Regions from separate parts of the Gasterosteus aculeatus genome. Here region 1 is linked to region 2. Evidence: chromatin contacts called from public Hi-C data. All regions are on one chromosome and are shown on one strand. Each heading gives the region's core, a stretch centred on a gene start, on an enhancer-like site or on the middle of the called end of the contact. The rest is flanking DNA. Distances are from core to core; before and after follow the strand shown. Region 1 overlaps odad2 (outer dynein arm docking complex subunit 2). Region 2 overlaps mpp7a (MAGUK p55 scaffold protein 7a).

Region 1 (7,081 bases), core at 1,108-3,607, 110 kb after region 2:
CTTGCACATGGTCCATCCTTACACACTCAGTGCTCCCTATTATCTGTTTATCTGAACAGTGTCATTCAGACACGCTGATTAGAGTAGACTCTTTGTTTACTGTTTACTTTATTTTGACTGGAATCTCTTCTTTGGCTTGCTGCAAAGCAGTCCCGTTTTATTTAACAGCAAGAACACCGAAAAAGCTGCTTCGAATTGGTTGATGTTATTTTAAGGGGGTTATAACAGTTTGCATTGGATATTTTTACACAAAGCAAGGTTTCACTAGCAGATTTATGTTCTGCTGCTCAAATGAGATCGTTCAGAATAAATCTTACATTGAACACGCTGCTGTAAAAGTTTAAGATCTCTGTATAGATATTTTTAGCTTAGCAAAATATAATGGGAGGAAATTCCCACTCTGAAGGCTGGCAACTCCTGCTTTCCAGAGAGGAAAATAAGGAGATGTAAATGATATGAATGAGGCAAATTCAGATTTCAAAAGAAAAACCTCATTGGTTTGTGTATTCAGTGCTTTTCAGTGGGGTTGTGGCAAGAGCTGCAGGCTTGTGTGTGTGTTCCTTCTCCAATGAGATGCAGCTCTGCAGTAACCAACATGTTCCAGAGTTCTATCTGTCTGAAAACCACACAGCATAGTTATTTATGGGGTTTGTCCAGTAGTCATTTTATAATATCATTACCATCAGACGCTGAAACTTACCCTGAGCCAAGTTAAATATCTGTTTTATTTTAAGAGATCTTTTTCTCCCCCCCACCCCCCTGCCCCCTTTTCCTCATGCACCATAGACAGCCATCTGTACTCTAGGAAGTTGAACACTTTCATAAAGCGACACATTGATCTTCTGTTTTGTGTTTTAATGACATTTATTGAGGAATGTTTTCCCGATGTGTTTGTTTTTACACTTTAACTGGAGATCTGTGCTTGTGAATGGTCACATGGTCGCTCTCGAAATCAAGCGTACGCAGTTCATTCTGTGCTAAGGAAGCACGTGTGTAACCCCGACGTGACATAATGTATTCTAATTCCAGTCTGTGACGTGTCAGTGCCGCAGTACAAACATCTTATCATACTTTATATAGTTAAACCCTTATACAGAACCAGTGAAAAATGTAGACACCGTCTCTCAGAATGAGTGTCCACACTTTTGAATGGCACTGTGTGTGTGTGTGTGTGTGTGTGTGTGTGTGTGTGTGTGTGTGTGTATTAAAGTCTATGAATACAAAGATATATGTACACACCATCCATAAACAAACTAAATACAAGCTCACTCACATAACAGCGTTGCTAAAAAGAATAACGAGCAGTTTTACTAGTCAGGACTGGATGACTTCAAGCGGTAGTTGAGCAACTAAGCCACAAATGTTATTTGAGTATTTTGTGTCATTTCAAATAAAGACCAAATTCTCCAGCTGCTATCATTTAGGTCGGCCTGTGGCTTTCTAAACATACAACAATTTTCATATTCTTCCAGATGTAAATATTGTGTCTAAAACACAATATGTTACTAGTTACCTGGTGGACATTCCAATACAGAGAGTTCATAATCCGATTATTTTGTTTTTTCTGAGCAGATGGCTTTTTATAATTTTTTTTAAACAGTCACAATGAAATAATTCACCAAGCTGCTTTTCAAAAGAGTCCCTATGAGCTTAGCCTTTCTCCATTTGATTGAGTTTTTAGTACCAAAAATGTGCTCTTGATGTAAATACCGTAGAACAACAAATCTGAGCTGGCCCCTTGTCACACATGGTATTGAGTTCAAGCCTCATTAAGTTGCTCCCCCTCTGCTGGGCAGTCCCAGTACTGCTGCCTGCCCCCTATGACAACCGGTCCATTAAAAACTACGCCAGTCTCTCAATGGTAGGGAATTTAGAGCTAATTATGTTGAAAGCATTTTTTGATGCACTCAATTAACACATTTTAAGTGCCTGTGATGAATTTACAACATGTCTAATGGGGAGAATAATTGCCTCCTTATGATTTAAGCCCCTTTTCAATCCAAACGCCTGACTAGACGCCTGCTCAACGTGCACTGTACTCATTTTATGACAGAAAAGTCTATTAAGTGATCAGGTTTTATGTTATAGGAGATCCTATGTCAAATATGAGGTAAGGAGCAACCAGTAATCATTCATTCTATCTTTACAGTACCTTTCTCAATTATAGAGCAGGAGATTAGGTTTGTTCTTTTCATTAGTAGCCTTCCCTCCAAGTCTGCTGCAGACTGCAGGGAAGTATGAAACCTCATGCATCCTTTGTGGCTTGACCTCTGCCAAGTCAACTGCTTCCCTCCTACAGTGAGCTCTATGAAGCTCTGGCAGTGGCTTGTGTCCACCTGTCACCAATCCAGTACTTCAGACATGCACGTTTATATTTCTGAGCTCTTATGCTCACTATGCACGCTTAGCCCCGCTGGTATGTAGTCCATGCCAAAACAAACTCACGCTCCAAATATATACCAAGAAAAAAAAGGATATAATTCTATTCATAAAAAAGGTCAACATGGTACTACGGACAGCACTTTTAACCCCATCCCTGCTCTCACAGGCTTAGTGCTGTAATTTATAAGGGGGGGGGGGGGGCCACGCTGCCCAGTCTGTCTCTGCAGAATCCAGTCTGCTGCTCCAGAGCAACCAAACAAGAATAAGACTTAATTTCAGTAAGGGGAAAGGCATCTAGGCACCTGCAATACAGGAAGAGACTAAATACGAAAAGCATCTTCAAGAGGCTAAGATTGAGCTCACCTCGATCACTCATACTCCTTCTATTCATTTGTGTGATTCTATCAGACAAGATGATGAAGCACATTTATACAATTATCTTTAATCATTACTGGATTAGCTGCTAGTACATTTGTAATTAATGAGTATTTTTTCCATATTATATGTCATTATTCATTGTGGTTAACACATTTTATGTCCCTTGCTCAACTTAAGTGTTTTGCTTTGTGAGTTATATAGACATATATATTCTTTTTCCACACATTCTGCTGCCCCTTGTTGAAGCGAATGCCAATATGTCCGACTTTTTAGTCCAACATATCTTTGTCCTCACCTCAGCACCCTTTAGTCCTGACTTGCTTATCTTGTTTATTAACCATTGGAAAGATTCATAGTCCTAAGAGTACATTTTGGTGATTCCCTGGCTTTTGCTTTTGCACAACTATGAGGCTGAACCTTTGTGGTTTGCAGTGAAATAACTTGAAAATAACTATAACCATAACTAATAAAAGCAACTATTGATGTATTGCTTCAAAATGTTCTATGGATATGTAGGGTCCTTAGAGAATAAATATAAATCACTGTGGTGCCACAGGTAGGTCAACATTTAAACTTTTTAATGGGTCTAGCTTGACATCTCCATGATAGATGGATACATTTTTCATGGTTTCGAGGATGAGTCCCCGTGACTTAGTTTGTTGTTTTAACCTCAGAGTGAAATGTCTTGACTATGCTTGGATGGATTTCCATCAAATTTGGTGCAAATAAGGTAATTTGTCAAAAAGTCCTTTTATTATTTTGGACAAATTGCGTTCTTATCAGGCTGTGCTGATTTACTTACTGATTTTTAGAAAATGGTAGATTTAATTCATTTTTAAAGGACAAAATGACCCCCGCGTTAAATATTAGCTTAGCGTTAGTATAAATAATTGAATACTGTTAATATATCCCAACCATGAACTAGAACAGATATCGAACTACTTCATTCATCGGTTCCCCTTTGAGCATCTGTCTGCCCCATAATGCCCAGAGAGAGAGTGTCAAAGATCCTTCACCATAAAAGATTGTCAGATGTTGTCAATGTTAGAAAGAATGTCGACAATACTTCAAGACCAAAGCTAACAAAATTGGAAGCACATGATCGGTTTTCAGTTTTCCCGACTATCACTCCGAAACATAGCTTTCTTTGGGGGCGGCGGGTTGTTTTTACAAGGTTCGAACCTCGCCTGCCGAGTCCTTTTGAAGAGTGAGAATGGAGGAGACAAAGGGAGCCGTGGATCCACTGCTGTTAATAGGCAAATGGTTCACATTTAGTCTAGCATCGGGATATGGAGAACACATGTGGCCGTGATCCTGCTGTGTAAGAGTGCTGCTTTCGGGAGGGAGATATGATCAAACACCATTCGAGACTCCGGTCATACACTGATAATGTGGCCCCTCCATGAAACCGATAACTGCCCCAGCCTTCCCTATAGTGACGGCTATTTTCTACTCTTATGGGTAGCCGATAGCAGGACTTGTTCCATTCTTACGTTCGGTTGAAATAATACATTTGTGGCGGTCCTGACGTCTTAAAATGTTTTCAAAAGTGTGCAACTAATAAAGGCTTATTGCGCTTGGAACGGTAGAGACGGCCTTGAATCTATTGACTGAGTACTCCAACCGTAGCGCATTCAAACCACTGCAGGAAAGGGGATAATATTTGATTGTTTACTTGCCAGGAGATTTTGGACAGGACGTTTCAGTATCACGTATCAAAGCTATGTGGCAGTTCTAGTGTTACAGCAGCTAAGCGTTCCATTTGCGTGCCACTAGCTTCTGTTTTATCCGACTGCCGATTATTTTTTCAATTTCTTTCTGATTTCTGATCAAAACCATTGCATGTCAGAAAGGTTTGTTATGCAACTGTGCAACGCTAAATTTAGGACAAAACAGTTTGAGAAGGTTCCACCACTAACATCAGGATTTCCCCACACGTGTAATTTTAACGACACAGGGTGTGGTGGTTGAAACACCCCCCTCTGTATGAATGATAAGCGACTTTGAAGATGGATGGATTTTTATTTTTATTTTTTTAGAAAACACATTGTCATTTCGTTGCAGTGAAAAAAACTCTCTTTTTCTTTACCCCATGTCTGTTGAGGCGCTTGACTTGACCCTGCCTAATCATAGCTCTTGTTGACTTAGTAGTGTTGTAGCGACTAAGTTGCTAATTGGTTTAACATGATACGTATGTATACAGCTACTGTCAGCACTTGTTCTGCATTTTGAAAAGCTGATTGTACCTTAGTTGCAGGCTTCCAGTGCTAATAGTGTTTGTTTTCATAGTCATGGTGCTGTTGCCAGAGCTCGGTGCTCTGTTAGCTAGTTATTTCTTTCCATCAGTGTTTACCGCCACAAAGCCAAACACGTACCAGGATGTGGTCTAAATAAAGCCCCCCCAGCAGGAGTTGTGTTATGGGGTTGAACAACAGAGGGGAGAGTGAGTGAAGGAAAGGATGCTCAATGTTCTCCTCTCCTCTTCCCTTTTTTCTCCCTTTTTCATTCACTCATGTTTGGCTCTTATTCTTTCAGGTAGGTGACCAGACTGCCACTGTGCTCACTCTGTGCGCCATAATGGACTTTAATTTGATGCAGGAGACGTGCCAGCTGGCCATCCGGGATGTAGGTGGCCTTGAAGTCCTCATTAACTTGCTGGATACAGATGAAGTCCAATGCAAAGTAAGTAGCTGTGGCAAAGATGGACCCGGATGGCCTACAGGCCTGAACAAAGCTGCGTGTACCAGCCTGTGTTTTAGTTACAGAAACGGTGTGCTGTGTTTACTTACTTAATTACTCTCCAGTGGGCCAAATATCTGCTATGTGCTTTTAAACCTGAATTCATTTTGTCTCTACTTTCACTGGTAACGTCGGCGAATGTTTCATTACTACATATCTCTGTAACTCTGAGCACAGATGGAGAGCTCGTGTTGGCATTACAGTTCCTTCTCCATAAATCAGTTTTTCCAAAATATGTGTTAAAGTTGGTTGCGTACGTGTCTTTTTTAGATTGGATCTTTGAAAATCCTGAGGAAGATAAGTCACAATGTGCATATCCGTCGAGCCATTGTAGACATGGGAGGCCTGCAGAGCATTATGAAGAATCTGGACTCGCCGGTCAAGGATCTCAAGGCCTTAGATGCTGAGACCATTGCTAACGTGGCCAGATTCCGCAGAGCGAGGAGAACCGTCAGGCAATATGGTGGAATCAAAAAACTGGTGAGGATAAGAAAAGGCTGCCATTAATTTTTGTTAAAAGGATGTACTCAAAAGACTCTGTAATCCTTATATGAAAACAGATACAGGAGGGAAAAGTGCAGACCATAGCCTCATCTTTCTATATTGATTAGCAACTTTAAGTTCTGAAAACCTTTTGTATTAAACTACAAAAACTGGAACCTTTTGGAAAACAGGATGACGCATTCTTACGATTGGAGCCACATGGTACCATTACTTATTCACTTAAAGTGTAAAACACGTATCCAGATTGCTAAACTAGGTTTCGATGCATAGTAATTCAAATTCATTCCCTTTTCACACAGTACGCGACTCGCCAGTTAACGCCCCATTCATCTTTTTACCCCCGGCCTTTGAACATAGCATGGCGGGTGCCGTCGTAAAACAGATAAAATGTCCCCTACATCCTCTGACCTGCATCCATGTTTGTTGAAAGAGGGACCTTTGATTAGAGCCTCCATGCCTTGTATATTTTCCTCAGCCCCAAATCGGATGTTCTCATGTGAGAGTCCCTCTCGGAGGCAGATTAATTTCAAGCTACGCTATGAGACCACCTTTGAACTGCTCTGTGTGTAATAGCTTTGCCTGCTCTGTCTCACTGGCCAGGAATTATGGATTAGAACACTGAATGATGGCCATAAATCGTCTCACTGGGCTCTTCAGGCTTAACATCAACATCTGTCCTGACAGTTTTCCACTCCTAGCATCTCAGGCTGCTTCATCCTTGCAGACCCAGTGGTGATAGAATTTTAGTTACACCCATAATCACTGCCAACAACTTGCTATTCTCTGGTGGAATCCTTAATTATCACTCTAATTTTCTTTTTTTTACTTTTCAGTCCTTGAATTCATGTGAACTTCACTTAGTTTGTGTAAAAGCTTTTAGGTTGTTTTTTTTGTTTTGCTATAACATGTGCATGTCTGCACTCATTTCATTGTCTCTCTCTGCTCAGGTAAAGCTGCTGGACTGTGTCCCCAATTTAGCCAACCTGACCGCAGAGCAGGAGAAGGACGTGGAAGTGGCTCGCTGCGGCACTCTGGCACTGTGGAGCTGCAGCAAGAGCACTAACAACAAAGAGGCCAT
Region 2 (6,962 bases), core at 2,105-4,604:
CTTTTTGATTATGTCAAAATCTCTGTTTTTCAGCATAGGCCTTATATGGCTGCGTTCTATGGCTTTGTATGTTTGGAAAACACATAAGGCCTCCAAAAAAAGACATTTACCGCAATGTGTTAACGTTTGGGAGGATCATGAAAACGACACATTGTTGCCAATAAAAACCTGATCTCATTCATTAAACCAAAAACCAAGATGAGTGCAGAACCAAAGCCTCGTGGGATTTAAACGGTTGGTACGGGGGATCTGTAACCTGAACAAGTGTCACACGGTCTGCCCAATAGATCCTTCCTTTGCCCGGGCCCGGGTGTGGTTAGACTCTGATTGGCGCGGTGATCAGTGGATGCTGAGGCTGCTTTGGAGAAAACTGCCCCCCCCCCCCTTTTTTTTTTGAGCTGTAACAGGAGCAGGAGCAATGTAGTTCATGGTCATTCCGGTATAACCTCCCCTCCCCAAAAAAGAAACAGCCATTTGCTGGCCTTCCTTTCACTGAACGTGGGACAATCCAGGACAGGAACAAAACACCTGAGCAGCATCCTGGGGGGGCATGACCTCTGCAGTGTCCTTTTGTTGCACTTCCTGTCTGGGGCCCAGAGGAATCTAATACAATATAACCATGAGCGCAAACCACCCAATGCGAACGCTTCGTTGTGTGAGACTCTTTTGGCCATGTGGTCTGAACGGTGAACCTTCCATGGTGGCAGCCCACCCACGGGAGGAAGGGAAGAAGCAAAAAGTCCAACAGTAAAACCATACTTTCACACTGTTAATGTTTTTCGCCTCCGGACTGTTATCCCCGTCACTAACTTCATCAACATCCAGCTGAGATTTCGGACGGGCCCCTTTCTCCCAGCTGGGCGGAGAGGCTTGCTTTTGAAAAGAGAAGAAGAATACGTTTTCCACACTTCCCCGTTTCCATCTAGCCCCCATCCATCCATCACTCCAGACTATTTCCTCTCTAAACACTGATTTTACCTCCAGTTTCACACACCAACAAGACCAAGCAGACACAGCGTTTCCTGACATCCGTCCATGTGGGTCTCTAGTCTGAGGAGAGGGGGCTTCAGGTCCTGTCACAGCTGGGCTTATCCTGCAGTGGGGAAAGTTCCCACTAGATGGTGGCAGAACCATTCGAAGAAGTTAAAATGCAATCAACTGAGCCCCAGCTCTTGTCCACATAGCGTCTCCTTTCTGGACGCTTTCTCCCCCAACGACCATCTGATATTGTGTGATCTGAACAGATGCGGTTGGAGCATTCTGACAGAGGGGAATGTCTCTTCAACCGTGTCTATCATGATCCTTTTGAGCCCGGTTAAAAAGTCACAGGTGTTCCCAGCCCTGGGACATGGCTTACTGGCCCCCTTTTTCTTTTTTCTTTTTTAAAGCTCCTCAAATGGAAAGATGGATTCCTTTTAGATTTGGAAATATGTGGTCACTCCCCCTTTCTGGATGGAACCAAAGGGCTGATATTACAGTGCGGCATGTCTGAAGAGAATTCATGTCCCTTGTCTTTCCATGAGTCTGTCATTCCAATCACAAAGCCTTATGACAAAACCGTGCTCCGTCAACACTGAGCTGATTTAGCACAGGTCAGTTCTCTTGGCATGCTTGGGTTTGGTCCTCTGTTCAGACCGGCCTGCTCGACCGATTTTGTGGTCACTGTCGGAGGCGCCTTTGCCCTCCTCTGCTGCTCCTCTTAACCTATTTTATTGAAGTCTGCAAGGAGCTGAACAGTACGGACTCCATGATTTCACCAGGTTTTTCCTGTTTCTCAGTTTGTGCTCATGCATACAAATTGGCCCTGGCGTGACAGAGCAGCGGGGTTCTTGGTGGAAAATCAATCTTCTCTGAGTGCTGTTTGATGAATGCACCATATTCTCAAAGTATCAATCCAGACAAAAACATTTTTTCTCCTGATACGCTGTGTAATGACTTGCTTACCTGCTTGCTCAGGCATCTTCTGGGCATCTTCTATGCTTTTTCCACAAGGCTCCTCCTGTGGTCTGCCGGGTCCTGAGCAGAGTTCACCTCAGTGTATCAGACAGGCGTGGTACGGTTCACTGCGAGGGTTGCAGTCTTGGCAGATTATTATTATTTTTGTCTCAACCTCTCTGTGAGTTTGGATATCCAGGGGAAAAACGACAAGAAAATCCGGTGCATCACTGCGGGGGCGAACTGACAGGTTCTCTACAGATAACTAATTTGGTTAGTGTCTCCGGTCCACATTTTGGCCATTTCAAAAGTATGAACCATCGATTGCAGGGGGTCCCAAAGAGCCAGATGGGAACAGGTGTCTTGGCGGCGTCCTTCGGCAGCAGAAAGTCCGATGGGACTCACGGTCCACCCGGATCCAGTACTTCTAACTCTTCAACATGAGAGACACAAAACTTGGCCTATCCACCTGCTGCTGCTTCTTTTTTATTTTGAGCACTAAAGGGAGCCCAAGGCCGTAGGGTCCTGGTAACTGAGCTCGACCGGGCCACGGTCCATAGGAGCAATAGCCAACCGAAAGGCTCAGACCTAATTGTTTTCCATTCCAAAGGTTTCAAATGAAGCTTGTGCCGATGGCAGGACTTAGCTGGGCTTGTTGAGGCTGTTGATGTCATTATGTCATTAACTCGTTGACCGTGGAAACATTTGGAAAAATGTGGTGTTCTTTGAGAGCAAAATGAAGAGGCTGTCTCTGAATTTTGTCAGAAAATAGTTTAGTCATATACACATTGGTTGTATGGACATGAAACACGCCTCGGTTGTCGTCCTCTTGTTGTGCTTTCTGAGGTCAGCAACTGCAGCGTGGAGATCTTAATGAGCCGAGGCCTTTTTGTCTGTGACAACCGCGTCTTCCTTTGCCTGCTGTCTCTGACTTCTCGAGGTTTGGATATGCTTCACAGGCTTGTTGCATTGGCCTCAGCGGATAAAGTCTCCTTTGTCTTTAGCTGAACGCTGAATAAAAGGTGTGTGTGGGGTGCTGTGTGATGTGATGCTGTCTCGTGTTCAAAGCAACCTTTTCAGCGTGTTATCTCATTAGCACCGTGAGTCTACTGTGAGCGTACTGCATGCACACACGGACCATTAAGTGAGCCCTTTATTGTCAACTTCTGGCTCACCTACACACAAATTACCATGGTTACTGGCATGCCAGGTATTACTCTCTCATAACACAGAACACAGTGTTCGCTGGGGACTGACACGCGCGTGCATGTGGCCTGTGGGCCATCTCTCAAGTAGCCTCTAAAATGCTGTGTTCTCTCCTCGCAGGGCTCCATGGCATAAAGCCTGTGCTCCCATTCAGCCAGTCCCTGGGGAGGAGCCCAGCACTCTGACACCCCGCTGCCACTTTCCACAGCCCGAGGGAAACCAGGAAGCGGCCGGCAGGAGCCATGCCCGCGCTGGCCACCGGAGCCGGCCACGAGCCAGGTACTGTACGGACGCCTTTGGGCCAAAGTCCTTTTTCCATTCACATTTTTTAAGTCTACCATCCCTTGGTGCACAAAACGGATTAAATCATCTCGGACTTTGATCAGGTTATTTACATGAAGTACATTTATGTTTAAGAATCAGTACATCCTGGCACTGAGCTGCCACTTCAATTTGAAATTGGAACAGATTTTTCCTGAATCTTTAATTGACACGAGGGCACCTTCTAAAAACTGAGGTTGGAAAAGTCCATTTACACTGTATTTCACTCCCCAACCAAAAACGCACCATCGCAAATATTCCCAACCTACAGTTTATCAACAGAGCTAAAGTACTTGCGGGTGTACGCACGTCAAGCTTTTCAACACAAAGCCAACTGCCAGAAATCACGACTTCTTCTCCTCCTCCTCCTCTCAGTCTGGCCTAATGGTCGACTACATCATCAACACGCACAAACACAGAGGACCCAACAAAGGTAGCAGGGTAGCAAAAAGGACAAAAGCTGTGATCTGATGGATGGATAAAGAGCGTGTGCTCTTCTCAGCTCTTTTAACAGAGTTGCCGTAGCTCCCTCTGTCCTGGAAAATGTGTGCAGACAAAGTAGAAAGCCAGACCGTCAATTACGATTGGAGTCATTTTGGGCAATTACCGTCGTGGGCTCAGGTTTCCAAATAAAACCCGTAAACACTCCGTGGGCCCATCTCCTCTGCTGTCCCCCTGATGGTCTTGTGAAGTCGACTGTGCAGGTGGAACACAATGACCGTTAGCTGGCCAATCCTCACAGGTCTCGGTGAGCTCACTGATACTTGTGGCCGGCCCGGCATTTGGATCACAGGGCATCGGGGCCACAGGGTGGTATTCCTCTCGGCGTAGCAGTGATTCAGTTGAATTCACAGCGAGCGCTCCGTGGAGATGATGTATCTGAGATCCAGTGACGTGTGGTGATGTCAGTAAGGGGCTAGGCTATGCAAAACCAGATTACCTAATTTGTTGTTTAGGCTAACACGTCGAAACAGTAGCGTTAAATGTTACGCACAATGAACAAGCACAGCAAACACGGTCAATATCAAGAAATTTCCAATCAGGATGACATATCGTGTACTGCTCGCTCGCACACACACCTTTTGCTGCAGCAGTCCATCTAAGGCTAGCATAGACCTCCCTCTTTCTATGAACTCCTTTTTGGAATTAAAATAGAGTTTGGAGAAATTCCTCAATTCTGTGATATATCGGCGGACACCGCTGCTGTCATTTCAACTTTTACAACGTATCTGGTGTAGTGACATCAACTGCGCAGATGTCCAGTAATATATTGATTTGAATTGGTCCATGTTTGACACGTAACGTAGGATTACTGGCATAACACATTTACGTGCAAAGGCACAGCAGAGTTGTGCTTTTTGCCGTACATGTTGAAGAATACAGGATCGAAGTGCGCATGCGCAACACAAGTTTTTTGTTTGTCGTCCAACATGAATGAACAGTAAAAGCACTGCTTATCCTACCATTTCTTTTGTATTTGATTATGCATAACTGCTACATATGTCATTGTAACGTCTAAACAATTGGAATAACACACATACTGCATATATAAATCCCAAAAATAAACAGCAAAGATACACATACAAGTTTGATGCTCTGATGAACATTTTTATGTTTGATTTTTGGCAGAGTAGGCAGTGCCTACCCACACTGCACGTCACTGCTGAGATCTGTTGTATTAATTAGTTACTGTAAGAGACTAACCCGCCAGCTTAATATATACTAGTTGTTATAGACACTCTCCTCTACTAATTCTCTTTTTCAAGATGAATGAACAAAATGTAATTGTTTCCACTGTTTAGCAGCATATTAAGAACGTTAATTCAGCATCTATAAGCGGGACCCTGCGTACTCCTAGACGTTAGACGTGTAGGCAGCAACACCTCTGTGAACGAGCATACATCCATTGAGACCAACAATAGCTCCTCCACAAGCGCCGGCTGCCAGTAATCACAGAGACACGCCTGCATCCTGCCAGGGCCTTACTTTTGTTGCATTAGCAGCCCTGCCATCTACACACCAGTCACCACACACCCAGTCACACCGTCACACACACACACACACACACAGAAAATGAAGTACCGGGCCGGCGCTTTTAACATAATGGGGAAAATATTATCATTAATTTAACCATTCTTTAGTAGCAGCTCTATTTCATCAGCAGGTTTTTTAGATGTGTAGATCTTATTAGAACGCTCATTATTGGAGTTGTTTGGAGAGCAAACATGTGGGCAGACAAACAGGGCACATGTAAAACCATACCAGTTCTCTCTCTCTCTCTCTCGGCCCAAATAAACAAAAGGCCTCTGTGCGAATTGGATTCTAATAAATGAGACCGGGAAAGAAAAATAAAAAAAAGAAGTGAGAAAATTAATGTGAAAAACAATAAAGTGTTGGATAAGTGACCTTTTTAATATATGACCAGGGGGAATGTTGGAGAGAGTGTCCTGGTGATTGGGTTACCGTGGAGTCATTCCACTGTGTGACCTTCATGAAGGCTTTGGTAGCAGATTAACGGCGGGGGCTTTTACTTGATGACGCTGGCTCTGTTTGAGACATTTGTCCAGTGCATATCTGATCTACGAACGCACAACCGTTCACGTTGTTATAAGGCGGCCAAGAAGAGACAGAAATTGAGCTTTTAATTTGCACAATTAAAAGCTCATTTTTTATTGCGATTTAGGTGTTTGTTACACCTCGCAGGCCGGATCATGGGAAGACTGCTCCGTGGAGGCAATGAGTCTAAGCTTTGCTCTGATTAGCCTGAACCCCCCCCCCCCACACACACACACCCACACACAACTAACGGCAATGCAGCTGCTCTCCTCCAGACCACTTCTGTATAGTCACTTCCCTGCTCGGCCGGGGACCAATAGCCGTTGCGCCTTCGTTCAGTTTGGCCCGACTGGTCTCACTTTCTTCAGCCCCCACTCTGAGATCTTCAGATGGTGGAACCCAGCCCACTCCTCAGTCTGTTGCACATGATTTATCTCCCCACTGAGCTACGTTTGCTGCAAGGTTAAGTTACCAAATTTGACTGTACTTTGTTTTATTTTTTTATTTTACACAGTGTGGCTGTCTGTGTTTTGAAGCATTTATAAGTAACCACTTTTTATATATAGAAAAAGAGCCCCCATTCATATTTAAGAACTGATGCTACCGTCGGAACACAATGGCAAATAGGAAAACACAACGTCAATTTGGTAAACACAACTTTTATTTACAACACCTAAATATAATTGAACAACAAAACACCGGTAAAACAATGGTGAAACACTAGTAGGACACTTTTAAGACAAACATCGCCATCTCTCCGTGACTTCCTGCTGCTCTCACTTCCCCCCCTCATCACAGGCTCTCAGTCCCGCCACTGATTTATTGATTGCCAATATATCTAGAAAGCGCCATTTCTCAGCTTTCAGAAGCCGATTGTGCAAATAGTTAAGGAGTCACGGTAATTTGAATCCTCCATGTCACTTTCCGTTGCTGGCGAAAGGCTT

The links. Hi-C and Micro-C count contacts between places; a contact is called where the count stands out from the background.
Region 1: a Hi-C map of skeletal muscle shows a contact between it and region 2, with 8 times the contacts expected there. The contact joins two enhancer-like sites. A contact is called at or near these places in 2 of 6 Hi-C or Micro-C datasets (both in skeletal muscle).

Annotation. Positions count from the first base shown.
Region 1 is chr21:8,550,809-8,557,889 of fGasAcu3.hap1.1, forward strand. odad2 (outer dynein arm docking complex subunit 2) reads left to right here. Exons shown (of 20, transcript XM_078096974.1): 10 at 5,296-5,442; 11 at 5,770-5,979; 12 at 6,951-7,081. Among protein-coding and RNA genes, the nearest start is that of odad2, 33 kb to the left of the region's middle. Within about 2 kb of position 2,358, at least 1 of the 9 cell types and tissues checked has open chromatin away from gene starts, as enhancers often do.
Region 2 is chr21:8,443,302-8,450,263 of fGasAcu3.hap1.1, forward strand. mpp7a (MAGUK p55 scaffold protein 7a) reads left to right here. Exons shown (of 17, transcript XM_078096984.1): 2 at 3,262-3,420. The coding sequence starts at 3,384. Among protein-coding and RNA genes, the nearest start is that of LOC144390473, 16 kb to the right of the region's middle. Within about 2 kb of position 3,355, at least 2 of the 9 cell types and tissues checked have open chromatin away from gene starts, as enhancers often do.